Linked DNA regions of Sus scrofa: region 2 is linked to region 1. Evidence: chromatin contacts called from public HiChIP or PLAC-seq data. All regions are on one chromosome and are shown on one strand. The core of a region is the stretch at or near the end of the contact, and the rest is flanking DNA. Distances in the headings are between cores, read along the strand shown.

Region 1 (3,000 bases), core at 237-2,736:
CTGTATGGTTCCATTTCTATGAGAAACCCAGAGGAGTCAAATCCATAGGGTCAGGAGTTACCATTGTGGCTCAGCAGATTAAGCACCTGATGTTATCTCCATGAGGATGCAGGTTCAATCCCTGGCCTCGCTCAGTGGGTTAAGGATCTGGCGTTGCCTCAAGCTGCAGGGTAGGTCAGAGACGTAACTTGGATTTGGTGGCACTTTGCTGTGGTGTAGGCTGGCAGCTACAGCTCTGATTCGACCCCAGCCTGGGGACTTCCATACACTGCAGGTGCGGCCATAAAAAGAAAAAAAAAAAATCCAGATATGGAAAGTAGAATGGTGGGTGCCCGGGGCTAGGTGAAGGGGGATGGGGAGTTAGAGCTCAATAGGGACAAAGTTTCAGCTTTGCAAGATGAGAAGAATTCTGTGGATGGTGGTAACGGTGACAGAACAATGTGATTGTACTTAATGCCACTGAACTGTACACGGAAAAAAGGCTAAAGTGTATGCCTGAAACTAACATGATATTATAAATCAACTCTACTTCAGTTTGAAAAACGGTTGAAGCAGTACATTTTACACTACGCATGTTTTATTACAATAAAAAATCATATTAAAAAGAAAAGGATGGAGGATGAGGGCAAGAAGGCATGGCTGTGTCTGTGTTTTGCTCCCTGGCAGCAGCAGCCATCATGTAGCCATCTCCAATGGCCTGGAGATCATTGAGCTGTGGAAAGCCCAGTCCAGCCAAGAGGAGGGGCCACACGGAGGAGAACCCATCCTCAGCGGATACGGTTGAGCCCGGGTACTGACCTGCTAGCAATGGAAGCAGGGCCATCTTGGAAATGGATTTCCACCCCAGATCAAGCTGTCCAAGCCAACACCAGCAGAGCAGAGAAGTTCCCACCAAGCTCTGCCCAAGTTGCCACGCCATGAACAAACAAAAGGTGCTTTAAGCCACTAAACTGGGGAGTGCTTTGTTGCAGGGATAGAACTGACCAAGCATCAGGCTCTTAAAGGAGCTTAGGGGAAATGTCTATCCGTAATGTGAGACTTTGGAAGATCCTCTACATGCTCATGTGTGAGTCACTGAGAGAAGTCAGTACTCGAATAAGTCTGAGGAAGAGACTCATTTTCCACTCCCCAAATCCCTATGGAATAAAGGCTGAAATCACACCCTGTGCTGAGTTTCAAACAGCTGCTGGAAAGGCTGGTGGATTCCTCCAAGGAGCCAATGGGCTAACCAGGCTATTGGTTGATCCACTCAAGCCGTCACTCAGTTACTTGACTTTTGATTGTCCTGTCCAGAGCAGGGCCTGGTACAGCGTGGACAGCGTTCCAGCTGGCCCCTCTCTGGGCCTCAGTCTCCCCATCTGTACAATAAGGAGGTTGAGGTCTAAGAGGCCTCTCCAGTCAGCACCAACATTCTGCAACACTGTAGTTTTGGCAGAAGGGAGAGCAACACTGAAACATAATCCAAAACACTGACTAAAATCCAAATGACCTGTATCTAGTTTACAAGGCAGACACACTCATTGCAATTCTCACCTCTGTTCCCTTGGAACCTCTTACTCTAATCTCCGTGTCCTTCAATTGAATGTGTTCATTCTGCAACATTTCCTTTGCAAGTCTGGCTGGGTCCAGTTTCCTCTTCCTAAATTACACTTTTGCTTTCCTGGACTCAGCAGGACTGTGTGGTTAGTTCTATCAGTAGAGAGATATACACCCCCCATCCCCAGGCCTGGCCTCTAAAACACTTCACATGATCCTCTATACTAAGACTCCTAATTGCAGACAATCTGCATGCAAATGAGTTTAAAAAAAAAAAAACAAAACTTAGTTGTGGGCTTCCTGGTAGGCAAAGCATAGAGGGAAATATGCTGGCCACAGAGCTCTGCTAACAGTGAAAAACATACTATACATAATGAGAATCAAACTTTGTCTTGCTGAGGAATTCCCATTGTAGCTCAGTGGAAATGAACCTAATATCCATGAGGATGTGGATTCGATCCCTGGCCCCACTCAGTGGATTAAGGATCTGGTGTTGCCGTGAGCTGCAGTGTAGGTCACAGACACGGCTCAGATCTGGCGTTGCTGTGGATGTGGTGTAGGCTGCAGCTCCAATTCGACCCTTAGCCTGGAAACTTCCATGTGCTGAGCATGCGGCCCTAAAAAAAACAAAAAATAAAATAAAATAATAACAAACTTTGTCTTGGCTGAGAGCTCTGAGAGGAAGGCTCCCCAGGGTCTCTGGATGAGGGTCCCGGTGTCTGAGAAAGAGGCAGCAAGAAGAAACCAAGCTTGGGGTTCCCGTGTGGTGCATGGTTGACAAATCTGACTAGGAACCATGAGGTTGCGGGTTTGATCCCTGGCCTTGTTCTGTGGGTTAAGGATCTGGCATTGCTGTGAGCTGTGGTGTAGGTCGCAGACGCGGCTCGGATCCCGTGTTGCTGTGGCTCTGGCGTAGGCCAGCAGCTACAGCTCCAATTAGACCCCTAGCCTGGGAACCTTCCATATGCCACGGGAGTGGCCTTAGAAAAGGCAAAAAGACAAAAAAAAAAAAAAGAAGAAGAAGAAACCAAGCTTGCCCCCAATGTCGCGCCCTCCTGCAGCCTGTCTGGCACTTGACTGCATCAAGCGTAATTCTTCCTTCTTGTTAATGTCAACACGGCAGCACCATGATAATGACGGAAAATATTTACATACCCGTACAACTGACGGGTTGTTTAGACCATCTGGCTAGTGGATGCGGTAAATAGTGTCAAACACATGGCCTGTCCATGAAAGCTATGTCTTAGCCCTGATAGCAGCCGGGCTCCAGGGTTCAGGTGACATCCCCAGGGCCCATCCCCACCACAGGCCGGGCCAGGGGGAACTCCCGAGGCCCCAAGGTTGGCCTCAGGTCAGGAACAGAGCTTTTGAACTGCTACCCCTGCTGTCCGGGTGAGCAGCAATGATAACACCCAGCGCTCCTTTATCAAGGATCTCTTCAGGACTCAAGTGCTCCAAACAAGA
Region 2 (3,000 bases), core at 273-2,772, 97 kb before region 1:
GTGGTGTAGGTCGCAGATGCGGCTCGGATCCCGCGTTGTTGTGGCCCTGGCATAGGCTGGTGGCTACAGCTCTGATTAGACCCCTAGCCTGGGAACCTCCATATGCTGCGAGAGCAGGCCAAGAAATGGCAAAAAGACAAAAAAAAAAAAAAAAAAAAAAAAAAAAGGACAAAGGACTTGAACAGACAAAAGGACCAATAATCACGTAAAAAGATGCTCAATACAACTAGACCTTGGGGAAATGCAAATCAAAACTACAATGACATACCACTTCACACCCACTGGGATGGCTAAAAAGCCGGACAATAAGTGGTGGTGAGGATGTGGAGAAATGGTCATGCTTATACTTTACTGGTGGGAATGTAAAATGGTGCAAAAATGGTGCAGCTGCTAGGGAAAACGGTTTGACTGTTCTTCAAAAAGTTGAACATAGAGTTAGTTACCATATGACCCAATAATTCCACTCCTGGGCATATACATCCAAGAAAGTGAACACATATGTCAACAAAGAAACTTGTAACCAGTATTTGTAACCAAGATTCATAGCCACATTAGTCACAACAGCTGAAAGGTGGAAGCAACCCAAATGTCCATGAATTGATAAATGGATAAACAAATTATATCCATGCAATGAAATCTGATTTGTCTGTAAGAAAAGAAGGAAGGAAGTACTGACACATGCTACAACATGGATGAAACTTGAAAACATGCTGAGTGAAAGAAACCAGACAGAAAAGGCCATACACTGTACGATCCCATTTATATGAAATGTCCAGAACAGGCAAATCCATAATCAGAAAGTAGTTGATTCGTTGCCTGGGGGCTGGGGGGAAAATACAGAGTGGCTTCTCTATGGGGTGATGAAAACACTGTAAAATTGTGATGGTTTCACAACTCTGCGAATATGCTAAAAGCCACTAAACGGTACACTTTAAATGTGTGAACTGTGTGGTGTGGGACTTACATCTCAATAACTCTGGTATAAAATAAAACAAACAAAAACCAATGCCACCTCTTGTACTCACTAAGCTTTCAGAGAGCTCAAACATGAGGAGTGGGCAGGGCCTTCCGAGGCACCGCCTGAGAGACAGGATGCCTGGGTCACCTCTGAGGGTCCCTTGCCACAAATGCCCTTCCCAGGGTCCAAAAGTTCAGGTTTCTGCTTCTGCACAAAACCTCACAGTCAAGGTGCTGGTGACTTTTAAGCCCAGCATCTGTTTCCATGGTGACATGACGGCATTGCCAAGGCCATCCTCGGTCAGCTTCCTGAACAGCACGTGTGCGCACACTCTCACACACACACAGACTCCCAACAGCACTGCCTCACCTTCGGGGCGCGACCCTAGGGCACAGAGACATGCTCTATCTCCATGGCCAAAGCCACTGAGTCCCCTTCAGGAAAAAAAAAAAAAAAAAAAAAAAAAAAGACCCTGGTTGAGGTCATAGATGAGGTCAGAGCAGGGACATGCCATTCCTCGCTCTTTAAAGGAGTCCTGGAACGTGGCCCAGATTCCGTAAGGAAAACAGCGACTGTTTCCTGGACGCTTTCCAAGCTCCTGCTTCTTACAGTAGCTTCGTTTATTAGTGGCTGTGCTAAGTGCTTGGAATGGTGTTTCTCTTTTAGTGACCACAACAACCCCTTGAGAAAGGTTTGGGGCTCCTATTACTGCCAACGTACAGAAAGGAAGGTGGAGGCTCAGAGAGGTCACGTGACCTGTCCGAGGTTACAGTTGTCAAATGGCAGAGCGGGGACCAGCTCAACTTGTTAGAATCCAGGGCCTGCTCATCTGAGGTATTGAGCACCTCAAGAGAAACACCTTGGCACAAAGTAGGTGCTGACAAACAGTTATTAGGCAAGTAAACAGACCCTAGTGCCAGCTCCATGACCTTCTCTCACCCGGGACAAATTGCTTCTTCTGTCTGGTGTCAGTTTGCAAAGCTCTAGTGTCAGTTTGCAAAGTGGGGATGGAGCTACCTATCTGCCCAAGCCCTAATGGACTGGGTTTAAGGGCCCCCCACAATCGATGTCCCCACCTGGAATCTCAAATTGTGACCTTACTTGGCTAGAGGATCTGTGCAGAGGTAATGAGTTAAGAGGAGATAATTTAAAATTTTTTTTCTTTTATTTGTTGGTTGCCTCAAGGCATATGGAGTTCCTGGGCCAGGAATCAGATCCGAGCCATGGCTGCGACCTATGCTACAGCTGGGGCAACGCAGGATCCTTTAAGTGCCTGTGCCAGGCTGGGGACTGAACCTGTGTCCTGGTGCTGCAGAGACACTGCTGATCCTGTTGCACCACAGTGGGAACCCCAAGAGGAGGTCATCCTTTTTTTTTTTGCTTTTTAGGGCTGCACCCAGAGCACATGGAAGTTCCCAGGCTAGGGGTTGAACCAGCGCTACAGCTTCTGGCCTATACTACAGCCACAGCAATGTGGGATCTGAGCCTCATCTGCAACCTACACTGCAGCTCACGACAACGCTGGATCCTTAACCCACTGAGCAAGGCCAGGGATTGAACCCGCATCCTCATGGACACTGGTCGGATTTGTTTCTGATGCGTCACAACAAGAACTCCGAGAGGGGGTCATCTTAACTTAAAAGCGTTACATGATTAATGGTGGGATATCGATCCAATGACTGTTGTTCTTATACAAGGAGAAAATGGATCACACACACACCGAGGGCAGGTGACCAGGTGATGACAGAGGCAGAGACTGGAGTGAAACAGCTTTAAATCAAGGGATGTCAAGGATTGCTGATCACCACCAGAAGGTGGGACAGGAAAGAAGGATCCCCCCCCCAGCCCCACCCCACCCCAAGGCTTTCAGAGGGAGCACTGCCCGCTAACACCTTGATCTTGGACTTCTGCCCTCTAGAACTTTGACAGAATACATTTCTGCAGCTTTAAGCCACCCAGTGTGAGTTGCTTTCTTATGGCAGCCTCAAGAAACGAAGCATCAGGAGAGCTGAGTGGCTGGGTGAGAAGAAGATGTGCATGTT

What was found. HiChIP or PLAC-seq counts read pairs in DNA pulled down with a chosen protein or histone mark.
Region 2: a contact with region 1 is called in an H3K27ac HiChIP or PLAC-seq map of skeletal muscle. The contact joins two enhancer-like sites. A contact is called at or near these places in 5 of 47 Hi-C or Micro-C datasets (embryonic fibroblasts, heart right ventricle, liver and 2 more) and 1 of 2 datasets of contacts at active chromatin or transcription factors (skeletal muscle).

The regions. Positions count from the first base shown.
Region 1 is chr14:29,754,462-29,757,461 of Sscrofa11.1, reverse strand. The region is part of intron 1 of PITPNM2 (membrane-associated phosphatidylinositol transfer protein 2); the gene reads right to left. Among named protein-coding and RNA genes, the nearest start is that of PITPNM2, 26 kb to the right of the region's middle. Within about 2 kb of position 1,486, at least 3 of the 83 cell types and tissues checked have an H3K27ac peak or open chromatin away from gene starts, as enhancers often do. A contact at or near this core is called in skeletal muscle, where this site is marked.
Region 2 is chr14:29,851,358-29,854,357 of Sscrofa11.1, reverse strand. All of the region lies in intron 3 of PITPNM2 (membrane-associated phosphatidylinositol transfer protein 2), which reads right to left. Among named protein-coding and RNA genes, the nearest start is that of ARL6IP4, 36 kb to the left of the region's middle. Within about 2 kb of position 1,522, at least 26 of the 83 cell types and tissues checked have an H3K27ac peak or open chromatin away from gene starts, as enhancers often do. A contact at or near this core is called in skeletal muscle, where this site is marked.